Linked DNA regions of Rattus norvegicus: region 1 is linked to region 2. Evidence: chromatin contacts called from public Hi-C data. All regions are on one chromosome and are shown on one strand. The core of a region is the stretch at or near the end of the contact, and the rest is flanking DNA. Distances in the headings are between cores, read along the strand shown. Region 1 has its middle 46 kb from the start of Tbx19. Region 2 has its middle 20 kb from the start of Xcl1.

Region 1 (6,010 bases), core at 188-2,687, 190 kb after region 2:
AGTGAGTTCAGAGACTCCAGCCCAAGATGCCACTGAGAGCTCACTGCTCCCGTTAAATCTCTGCTGAGATTTGCGTGTTCTCCTGCATCCCTTACTCTCTCTACGCTGTGTAAGGCGAGCCACGGTGTATTATCACCGTCTGCTTTCTGTCTGCTGCGGGTCCTGGAGACCTGCTCTGAGCATACACCTCATTCTCCATGGGAGTGCAGGGCGCCTGGGGGTCGGCCAGGCCCACACAGGCAAGTGTCTTTGCCCTGAATCTGGACACTGGAACCCCCTGAGTCCTCGCAGCTTTTCCTGTGAACAGTTCTAATCTATATTTAGACAGTTGCTTTTCCCCCCCAGAACCATGACATTTCACTTCATCTTCTTTGTTTCAAACCTACTCTTCCCGCTTCTGGATGATTTTAAAATTTCCATCCAGCTATCGGTTACTGAATTCCCCCTGAGCTTTGTCTCAGATTATATGATTATAAGAACGTGCCACAGCCCCCACACTCCCGGCCATGTCATAGACAAGAAACTGAGCGTGGGAAAGCCAGGCTTAAGGACGGAGTGAGTACTCCGCCTCAGCTAGACCGTCCCTTAAGCTAAAAAGAAAACCTGGTTACATCTGACCCCAGTGGCATCCAGCTGCTACTACATGTTCCACGTTCTTCTCCAAGAACACGGCAGGGACACACATTCCCAAATCCCAAGCTGAGATGGTTCCAATATCCTCTACTCATGGCTTCCTTGAGCTCACAAATCTATTACCTTGTTTTAAAGGGTCGAAAATGGTGTCGGTTTCTTATATTCCTGTGGGCAGTGATCGTGCAATTTAAAAATACTCCTAATCTCTCCCAGAAGAGGGCGCTTGAACGTTATCTTTGCCAATGGCCCACTTATCTCCTGCTTGCTTTGTGGTACCTTCCCTCTAAAACTGTATCTACACGTTTCCCAGCAGAGCACACCACCAGGGTTGAGAGAAGCCAGATGCCCGGGCCTCCACTATGCAGACGCCACGGGTTCTGGAGCAAAAGGGATGTGTATTAGATCCTTTTTGGATTGATTGGAGAATAAATAAATAACTAAATAAATAAATAATAGGAGACTGAAATCAGAAGAGAGTCGGGGTGGGGGGTTGGGGTGGAGTGTTAGTTCTTTAATCTTGAGTCAGCTTCTCTATGCAGGGCGAATATTGAATCCAAACAAGGTTCCCAAAGCCCCTGTCCGTTACACCTATAATTTCCTCTCCTCCCTGGTGCCCATCTCTCTAGCACGTTTCCTTAGGTCTAGAGTCTAGTGTCCTTTCCTTTCCTTTCAAAGCACTACAGCAGGAGCACACACTCTATGTTCTGTGTGGGTCACAGTGCAGCTTCAGATCACTGTCCCCACAGCTGCCACCAACTCACCAGCCCCCTCCCCTGATCTGTCTTCGAGAAACTTGGCAAGGCCAGTGACTCAGCCAGTAGGCATTCCTGGGCCATGAGGGAGCATGCATTTAGCTCTTGTCATAGGTTCAATTGGGACTGTATTCTGAAAAGTTCCTGCAAAGCAACTGCCAAGCCAATAACAAATTTTATAACTCCTTTGTAGTCTGATTTTTAATAATATTTTATTTATTCATTATAAATTCCATTTAAGCATACAGTGCACTTTGGTCATACCCACCTCACACTACCTCCCTCCAATTCTTCCAGGAACCCCGAACCCTTCTGTCTGTCTTCATATTGTTGTGTTATCCTCGTTAGCGGCAGCAGTGGCAGCAGCAAGACCGGAGAGACTGCTCAGCAGTTAAGAACACGGGCTGCTCTTGCAGAAGCATCAAGTTCAGTTCCCAGCACCTGCGAGATGGCTCACCGTCTGCTGTAACTACAGTTCCAGGGATCCAATACTCACTTCTGACCTCCACAGGCATCAAGCACTCGTGTGGTACATAAACATGCATGCAGGCAAGCACACACACACACACACACACACACACACATATACACACACAGACACACACAGACACACACATAGATACACACACACATATACACACACACACAGACACACACACATATACACACACAGGCACACACAGACACACACATAGATACACACACATACACACACACATACACACACAGACACACACATGCACACACAGACACACACACATATACACACATACATACACACACAGACACACACATAGATACACACACATACACACAGAGGCACACACAGACACACACACACAGACATACACAGACATACACACACACACACACACACACACACACACACACACACACTAAATTTAACAATAATAACCCCTAAGTCTATGTTCTGAGCACATAGTCATGGATGTAGAGCCATCTACTATGGCATGCGTAGCCTACAAGATACCAAATCACTTCCCAAAAGGAAAGTGAGACCTCCCCACATCCCCCACCGACCCCTCTGTAACCCAGGCTGGCCTCACACTCGCTCCTGTCCTAGTCTCCTGGATGCTGAGGTCGTAGCCATGAGCTGCCAGACTCAGGTTATAAACTCACAAGCTTTACTCTTGTCAGCTCACCCAGTGGAACTTACCCTGAAGAAATAAAGAGAAGGGGCATACATACATATGTACATACATACATACATGTGTGTAAACATATATGTATATGTATGTACATGTATGTGGTAAGATATTCTTTGTAGCTTAAGTGTTAGCTTCACAGAGCCCCAAATTTTGCTGAAAACTTACATAAGTCCATTAAACAAAATTTTACTATGAGGCCCAGGCTGGCTTTGAACTCAAGTTCTTCCTGCCACAACCTCCCAAAGCTAAGGGTCAATGTGACCAGCTTCAGACTTTGTAGATATTTTTTTAAAATTGGATACTTTTTATTTACATTTCAAATGTTATTCCCTTTTCTGGTTTCCTGTCCATAAACCCCGATCCCATCCCTCCTCCCCCTTCTTCTATGAGGGTGTTCCCTCACCCATCCACCCACCCTTTCCCGCCTCCCCACTCTGACTACACTACACTAGGGAGTCAAGCCTTGGCAGGACCAAGGGCGTCCCCTCCCATTGGTGCCCAGCAAGGCCATCCTCTGCTACACATGCAGCTGGAGCCGTGGGACTTTGTAGATCTTAATTGTCTCTATTTGAGACCAGCAGTCTGAACCAATATTTCTTTAAAGCTTCATCACCTCACATGGAAAGTTATCTTTTCAGCCAGAAAAAAAGCAAAAGGGGGGTCAGAGATGGTCCAATTGGTAGCAGTTCCCACCTTCTCTTACTTTAATATTATTGGAACATTTGGCCACATACGACTGGCTGAGACTAAGTTACTTGTTATAAAACTGAGTCACACATCAAGTTGGATTTGACTTTACTATATACAGAGAAAACTTTAAGCTAAACTTGAAAGATACACAGCGGTTGCCTTAGGTCAAAGAATTCACCTTAAAGTAAATGGACAAGATGAGCTCTTATGCAGAAGAATTATAATAGAATGCTATGAAAGATGGGGAATACCATACAATTAAAGTTTAGAAGCTGTATCCTAAAATAGCATACAAATTGGATACAATTAAAGCTCTATAAATAGAAGATAATGTGATAAGATGGAACTCGTTCTCAAAGTAAGAGAACTGAAAGCAAATTTTTAAGTGTATTAAATTCCCTTTAATTCTGTGGCATTTTCTTTTCTACTTCAGAAGGAACACGTTTACAGAAAGACAAGTCATGCTATTTGTGAAGGTAAAAGTGTAAAGTCCTTCGAGATATGTTTTTCCCGTGAATTGTTTCTTTGTTGATACACAGTCTTACTGGGCTGGCTGGCACTCCCTGGGCATATGAAAATGGCCTCCAGCTTGTGATGATCCTCCTGCCTCTGGCTCCTGAGTGCTGCCTGTCACTGGGTATCTGAGGACACAGTCCTCCCCTGTCCTGGTCCTGGCTAGCTGTGGAGAGAGCAATGACTTTCCTAAAGGATCTCGGCCAGTGACGTGTAACGTCCTCACAACTATCCTGATAAAAGACAGGAGCTCAGATTCTCTGCTGTCCAGTGAGACAACCACCTACCCAAGTATCAGGCAGTAGCCAAGCGTCCCAACCCCTCGTCTCAGGCCAACCTCGAAATGTAAGTTATCCAGTCTCATTGAACAAATAAGATGAAACTCAGCCAACTTTCAAAACTGTGCCAGTTTGTCCACTCAACAAGGCGGGGCTGGCTTCAAATTAGGTCTGCTCATCTCTCAAGATGGTGGCGACATTCCTCTCCCACAATGCATTATCATGAGGTCAAGTGGGGGGTGGGGGAATCTAATATGGAAGAAGAGCTTAATGCTTACAATTGGCCACTCAGAGCTGGTTGCTTAGAGCTCATGGCTAAAACCTATAGCTAGGACTTGTCCTCAAAATCATTCTTTGGTTGCTTTAATAGTGGCCTTGGAATCTGAAGAGAGCATTTGTTCCTTAGTTAGATTTTAATCAGGAAAAAAATCCATTTTTCTGCAAACACACTAAGTTTGATGTACAGAAGGGGAAAATAAAACTTTAGGAGACAGGAGGCAGTGCTTGAGGGGATGGGGAAGGGTGAGGGTCAGTTAACCATCTAGAACACCATTTCAGTTAGGCTTTCATCTTGGCTTATCTTGCCACTGCTTTGTCTTTCACCGCAAGTGTACACCCAGTGGCTAATTGTATTAAATCACAACGATGTAACCCATCCAAGACACCCTCAGCCTTCCTAACCAGAAAGCCTCCCTGCTGCTTCCAGGCTCCGAGCCCTGAACCCACGTGTCCTTAGTGACTTCTTGGAGTCTCTTACCGTTACCCTCAGCATCTCTGAGGCCACCCCCTAGGCAAAAGGTAAGAGAAATAAATGTCCTGAAAGTGCTTCCTAAGTTATCAAACACCAAGCCTATCCTACCTTGGCGGGAAGGGGAGTATGCTGACTTTATACACTGGTCTAGAGTTAGCACTCACCCAGTCAGCTTCCTCATTCGAATGACTTCTGGCAAACAGGATCTGGGACTCAGCACAGCTATGAGTCAACCTCGCTTCCCTGGATTTACTTGGGCAGTTTACAAAGTAAGCAAAGGAATCCACCAGTTTTGAGGCATAGATGTAAAGGACTGGCTACTAACCAACTCGCATGCATTGCTCAGAGAGGGAAGCAGAAGCGGGAGCTTCCAGCAATGTCTGGACCAGGAAGATGAGTCTGAGGTGGATTTGCCCGGGCTGAGTGCTGTGCTGAGCTGAACAAGAAGCGAAATTCTCTCATCCCAGCAGCCGGGATGCTGAGAGAAGGTTAGGGAGTCGGAAGGACTCGGAACACAGACGCTGTTACCCCCTTTCACGGGGACACCCTGAAAGGTGAAGACATCCACACAGAGCCACACAGAGGGAAAAACAGGGCTTCTGGCACTGTGAACTCTAGCACTTTCCTGCCCTTAGGAGATGGAGAATAGGAGAAAGAAGAGGCGTCCGCCAGGAACTGCCTGCTTCCTGTCCATGGCAAAGGCCTTTTGTGTTGTTCCTTTGGAATCTCTGAATCCTGTGGCTAAGCCAGTCATCAAGCAAGGTTGCCTCTTCAGCAAGAACGCCTCTGTGAGGTGACAGCTTTAACTGGCATGGCCTCACTTCTTCTTCTTCTTTTTTTTTTTTTTCTTTATTTACATTTCAATTGTTATTACCTTTCCCGGTTTCCAGGCCAACATCCCCCTAACCCCTCCCCCTCCCCTTCTACATGGGTGTTCCCCTCCCCATCCTCCCCCCATTACCGTCCTCCCCCCAACAATCACATTCACTGGGGGTTCAGCCTTGGCAGGACCCAGGGCTTCCCCTTCCACTGGTGCTCTTACTAGGATATTCATTGCTACCTATGAGGTCAGAGTCCAGGGTCAGTCCATGTATAGTCTTTAGGTAGTGGCTTAGTCCCTGGAAGCTCTGGTTGCTTGGCATTGTTGTTCATATAGGGTCTCGAGCCCCTTCAAGCTCTTCCAGTCCTTTCTCTGATTCCTTCAACCGGGGTCCCATTCTCAGT
Region 2 (6,355 bases), core at 3,555-6,054:
CTCCAATTCCTCCTCTGCCCCCTCAGCCCCCACAGCGCCATTCTTTCTCAACTCCACGTGCTCTTATCTTAAGCCCACTTAGTTCTCAGTGATACTCGAGCGTGCGCGTGTACATATGGAGATTTACTGGAACCTGTGTTGCCCCTCGAGGGCTGCATCCCTAAAGAAAACTGACTCTCCCTTCACATCCCCCAGCAGCCACTTAGCCAATAGCTCCTCAGTAAGGCTAGGGTGGGACCTCAAGAGCTCCCTCCAGTGCATGCTGGGAGTTCAGTCATCTTGGTCTTGGCAGATCTTCATCAGGCAGCCACAGTTGATACGAGTTCTTGCTCTCAGTGGCACTATCATGCTCTACAACTACTGTTTTGCTGCAGATGTCCATTACCCCTGGCTCTTATACTCGTCAACACACACACACACACACACACACACACACACACACACACACATCCTTGTGACGTAGCAATCAAATTTAGAGATGAACACTGCTCAGTCTCTGTATTTATTCTCTGTACATTGACAAGTTGTGGGTCTCCGTACAGTCAACATGTACTGAATAAAAGCTTCTCTGTTGAAGGTTGAGAGGTGAGAGGCTTTATGTTGATGCCATGAAGGACTTAAAGAGCAGTTTATTATTACGTCCACTTAAGGGAAGAATCATATGGGAGACCAATACAACTTTTGCATAAACTCTCCCTCCCGTGTGAATTCATGGCTTCAAACAGAAATGCAGTGGAGTCTGGCTTTGTAACCAAAGGCTGACAATGCTACCTAAGGCTTAGGCACCTGAGCCACAGTGGTTCAAATGCAGCATCTGTGTCTATGAGTAATGAAACATTAAACCAGGCCCCGTGAAATCTTTCTCATCCCGGCTTCTTCCTGGGTAAAATGGATCGGCAAATGTGCCTATTTCACAGGACTGTCACATAGATCAAGTCAATGATATATGTGAGTGTGAATCTGTAACATATATATGTTTATATGTATGTATATATAACCCCACGAGTAAACAAATATAAGGTGTCATAATTGAATATTATAAAATTAAAATATAACATTAGATACAAGGAAGAGCAATACATATGCAGCATAATCTTAACTATTTAAACTACACTTGGATAAATATATCAATATCTTGGAGATATATATATATATACATATATGTGTATATACATAATATCTTCAGTAATACATTTTCTCACTAAGTAGTGAGTTTTCAGATGATCTCATGTTCTTTAGTACATTCCTTTGTCTTTTTTAATTTATCTACAAAGAGCATAGAAGTGCTACTATACACAAAGCAAAACTGTAACGTTAGTAAAATGGCTTACAGGAAGTCACATAAGTAAAAATTCAATGCCAGGATTCATTCACAAATCCAAAGCCTCATGAAAAAGAAACATACCCAACCAATGTTGTTTCCCCATCATGAAGATTTTACCATCTTCATAAAACACTTTTCCCAGCAAGTGAAGAACAAGAATATATTATTCCAGGTCTGGGAACAACAAAGCCCCAACTCAGGGAATTTACAAAAGTTGAAGTCTAGAGGGACAGATGAGTTTCTGGAATAAACCTAGAGAGAGTGTTTTACTCATGGCAGATAGGAAGAAAATCTACAGAGGAAGCTGATATTTAATGTCTTTGTTCAGGAGAGATACTATTTTATATTAGCCTGTAAGTACTTTCTAACCCCTCTTGTGGTCCTGAAAGACTAAGGTGGCCTATGTCCATGTTCATAGCTCCTTTTGTTACACTATAGGTAGAGGAGGGGGAGGGGAAAGGGGGCAGGGTCAGGTATGGGAGGAGGGAGAGGGGATGCACAAGGGGTCAGGAAATTGAACAGAGATGTATAGCAATGGGAGATGGGGAACTGGGGGTAACCACCAGAAAATTCCAGATGCCAGAAAAGCAGGAGGTCCCCAGGACCCAATAGGGATGACATTAGCTGAAATACCCAGCAAAGGGGAGAGAAAACTTGTAGGGACCATATCCAGAGGTTAGGCACAGCCCCTAGTTGAGGGATGGGACCACCCACCCATCTCCAAAATTGTAACCTAGAATTGCTCCTGTCTAAAGGAAATACGGGGACAAAGAGTAGAGCAGAGACTAAAGGAAAGGCCATCCAGAGACTGCCCCACCTGGGGATCCATCCCATATGCAGCTACCAAATCCAGATACTATTGCTGATGCCAAGAAGTACTTGCTGACAGGAGCCTGTTATAGCTATCTCCTGAGAGGCTCTGCCAGAGTCTGACCAATACAGAGGCAGATGCTCGCATGGGACTGAACATGGGGACCCCAATGGAGGAGTTAGGGGAAAGACTGAAAGAGCTGAAGGCATTTGCAACTGCATAGGAAGAACAGCAATATCAACCAACAAGATCCCCCAGAGCTCCCAGGAATGAATCCACCAACCAAAGAGTATACATGGAGTAAACCATGGCTCCAGCAACATATGTAGCAGAGGATGGCCTTGTCAGATGGACATCAATGGGAGGAGAGGCCCTTGGTCCTGTGAAATGTCGATGCCCCGGTGTAGGGGAATGCTAGGGTGGCAAGGCAGGAGTGAGTTGGTGGGTGGGGGAGCACCCTCGTAGAAGCAGGGGGATGAGATAAGGGGTATGCAGAGGGGAGACTGAGAAAGAGGATAACATTTGAAATGTAAATAAATATAATATCCCATTAAAATGTATCTTAAAAAATGAATAATGATTTTGTTCTCAGAAGGTCTTTGGACAGCTTTGTGTGGCATACCCAAATAGCACTGCACCATTAGCTTTTAATAGACGTCTGCTCCCTGACAACCCAAGAACAGACACTGGTCTGTTTTTGTCTCCATGGTTGAACTTAATGGCTTGAATTACTGGAGCTCAACTCCAGCCCAACTAACAGGACCACAGCATGGCATTCTCTTCTTCCAACTGGGGTATTTTCTCAAGAACCTCCTTTGTAAAGGAGCGTTGGAGATAATGATGGCTTATTTGTTCCTGTCTGTCCAAGGTGCACGTACACCTGATAAGAAATTCTAAGACCTTTAAATGTAACCTCACAGCAGGTCTTGCTGTTCTTTCCGTCTTCAGGGCCGTGCAGCACACATCTCTAGAAATGCCATGAACTTGTAGTGAAGCAAGTTGAGCTTGTCGAGGATCTCTAACAAAGAGGTGACAGGGGAGTCCACTCTTCGCAGTCCCTGTAAATTGCTTCCATGGAATTGTTTTCCCAATCACATCTTCAGGAGAGATGGTTGGTAGAGGTTTGTTTAGTTTTTTAATTTCCTTTTCATGGCTTCATCGTATTGGAATTAGGTCGGGATACAACAGAGGTGTCATCTGTAAGATAAGCCATTTGACTCTATGCTGGCAGAAATACATGAAAGACTCCTGCAATAACAATGACTTATGAACTTAAAATGCTATGGGAGAGAGAGAGAGAGAGAGAGAGAGAGAGAGAGAGAGATTTTCACATCATCTTGATAGCATATAATGCTCATCTTTGCTTCCTGCTGTTGTCAAATGGCAGCTGTGTGTGCCCTAGAATTGAGGAGAGGACAGGGGCAGTAGCACTGTCCTTAGGGCCTTGGTGTGCATGTGACTTACTGGGGCTTGGCTTCTGAGAGGTCTAGGGGTTGGCAGGGAACAGAAAGTGCAAGGGAAGGTTCCAGTCATAGGAAGAGCAACCCCAGTCCCGACACATTCCTATTATTACCAAAATGAATTTGGTACAAACTTGACCCAATGCAATTTGAGCTCCAGAACTGGGCAGTAAATTTCAGAAGGGCAGCTGCCCTTACCTGTCAGATTGTCAACGCATCATTTACCTCAGCTCCTGCAGAACCAAATGAAAAATTGTACCTGTGCTGCTTGATTTGACATTTCTATTCAATTTGAGTACATTTGAGTACAAGGGAGTTGCTAAAATAGCAAAATGTCAAGGGCCAGTGGAACCACAGGCATTCTAGAAATTAGTGTGCCAGATGCCTTATTAATAAACCCATTGGCATTAGTATATAAATATATATATATGATTTTTTAAAGAAATCCTCAATGGTTTCTTTTTTATTTTTATTAGATATATTTCTTTACTTACATTTCAAAAGTTATTCCCTTTCCCAGTTTCCTGTCCATAAGCATCCATCCCCTCCCCCTCTCCCATATAGGTATTTCCCTCCATCCATCCCCCTTACTGCCACCCCCCCCCCCGTATTCCCCTGCACTGGAGGTCCAACCTTGGCAGGACCAAGGGCTTTCCCTTCCACTGGTGCTCCGACAAGGCTATTCTCTGCTACATATGCAGTTGGAGCCCTGGGTCAGTCCATGTATAGTCCTTCAGTAGTGGTTTAGTCCCTGGAAGCTCTGGTTGGTTGGCATTGTTGTTCATATGGGGTTGTGAGCTCCTCAACTCTTTCAATTCTTTCTCTAATTCCCCCCAAAGGGGTCCTGTTCTCAGTTCAGAGGTTTGCTGCTAGCATTGACCTCTCATTAATGGTTTCTTATTACACCAGAATATTGTGTCTAAATCTCTTGCCAAAATAAAGCTGGTTAGTTGCTTACTTACATGAAGGAATCCTGACACATGGACAGCAAAGGCCAGTGGAGTGAAAAGTAGCTGAACTTCCTGCTCTCAAAAGCACACTGTGAAAAAGGTACACTGGAAAACAGGTAGATGGTGTCCCCTTAAATCTCTTTCTCAAACCTCTGGAAATAGGAGCTGGGTGCCCCAGTTCAGGTTAGCCATGAGTCACATTGTAGCCTTCTCTGGATAGAGATAGAAATCTCAGTAAAATCTGAGGTATGAGTAGCATTTGTGATTTGTTCTCTTTCCCAATACCCCAGGGTCATAGAGAACCTACCAATCATGGCACCTGGCCACTTACTCACAAGGAGTGACAGCAAAGGGCTTCCATTACATTGCAGAAGGACAGAAATTGAAAAACATGAACTCACAGTTTTGTTTTATTGTTTTATTGATTTTTTTCTCCTCAGGCTGTAGGTAAGGCTGTGTGCTCTAGGCAGGAGTCAGTCTCTGAAGATTCCCAGGGTTCTCACAAAGAGAAGATGACTGTTTATAGCCACACCTACAGTAGAATCTCGCTTCTTGTCTTTGCAATTCTTCAGTCAAAATAATAATAAGACCTTAAGGAAATATAGAGTTATAATTTACTATGTTTAGGATACATTTAAAAATACAGTAGTTCCTTTTTTTTCTTTCTGAGATTTAAAAATACTAAATGGAAAAATTCTAAAAATGAAGAATTCACAAATTTTAAATTGCATATCATTCTGAGTATCTTGCTGAAACTCATCCCCCTGCATCCTGCCTGAGTCATGAATTATGCTTTGCTCCTGTGAATTCACACTGTATACACTACTCACCCACTGGGCACTTAGTAGGCACTTATTAGCTTGGCTGTTGCCAGATAGCTATGGTTGTGCACAGTATTGAGGGCTATCTGAGATTTGGGCATTTACTAGTTAACTGTCTTAGAGTATCTCTCTTTGGATAAGGGGGCACTATTATAATATGACGATCCTAATTCTATTTTTAAGAAACTACACAGGCGTATTAAGATGGCAATAATGACATCATAGTGTCATATCTATACATGGTAGGGTTATGAGGGGGTTGTTTTTTTGTTTTGTTTTGGGTTTTGGGAACGTTTTTGTTTATTTGTTTTGGGTTTGTTTTTTGTTTTGTTTTTGCATGCTCTCTAGGTTTGCTATTATGATACTTGGTCACTGGGGAAATTTTCATGAACAAAACAAAATGGCTTATAATCTAAGATCAAGAATCGACAAATGGGACCTCATAAAACTGCAAAGGCATCACCAGAAGAGTATACCATGAAGTAACAGTGCTAGCGGGAAGAAGGAGCTCTCGGACCAGCGTACACTACATGGAGCAAATGGAATCATTTGAACTGGTCACAGGATAGCTGAGTTCCTACAGAACTAAGGTCACATGCTGGCCCTTCCATGGTGCTTCCAAGGGTCCCTGGAGAACTGCAGAGATCTTGGGTCTCAGGTGCTGCACTTGTGGGTGGGATCAAGAGCCAGTCGCAATCTACTGGGGCAGTATTAAAACTAAGCACTTGAGTCTGCCCAAGATGTTAGAAAATGCAGCATCAGAAAAGAGACTAGTTACCCGCGGCTTTCCATCCCTCTTCTGCCATCCATGTGATATTACAGAGGAAAGGAAGTCCAAAGTCCCTGGAAGAGAATTATCAGGGGAAATGTTAACTTGGAAGTTGCTTTGTGAGCACTCTGGATGTTCCCGTGTGTGTGTGTGTGTGTGTGTATGTGTGTGTTTTACATGTTCTAAGAGAGACTGCATATCATTAAAAACATACAAAAGC

The links. A called contact is a pair of places that touch in the nucleus more often than the background predicts.
Region 1: a Hi-C map of the A7r5 cell line shows a contact between it and region 2, with 5 times the contacts expected there. The contact joins two enhancer-like sites. A contact is called at or near these places in 8 of 12 Hi-C or Micro-C datasets (the A7r5 cell line, the Rat2 cell line, Schwann cells and 5 more).

The regions. Positions count from the first base shown.
Region 1 is chr13:79,957,769-79,963,778 of GRCr8, forward strand. No RefSeq gene overlaps it. Among named protein-coding and RNA genes, the nearest start is that of Tbx19, 46 kb to the right of the region's middle. Within about 2 kb of position 1,438, at least 11 of the 93 cell types and tissues checked have an H3K27ac peak or open chromatin away from gene starts, as enhancers often do. A contact at or near this core is called in the A7r5 cell line, where this site is marked.
Region 2 is chr13:79,762,322-79,768,676 of GRCr8, forward strand. No RefSeq gene overlaps it. Among named protein-coding and RNA genes, the nearest start is that of Xcl1, 20 kb to the right of the region's middle. Within about 2 kb of position 4,805, at least 2 of the 93 cell types and tissues checked have an H3K27ac peak or open chromatin away from gene starts, as enhancers often do. A contact at or near this core is called in the A7r5 cell line, where this site is marked.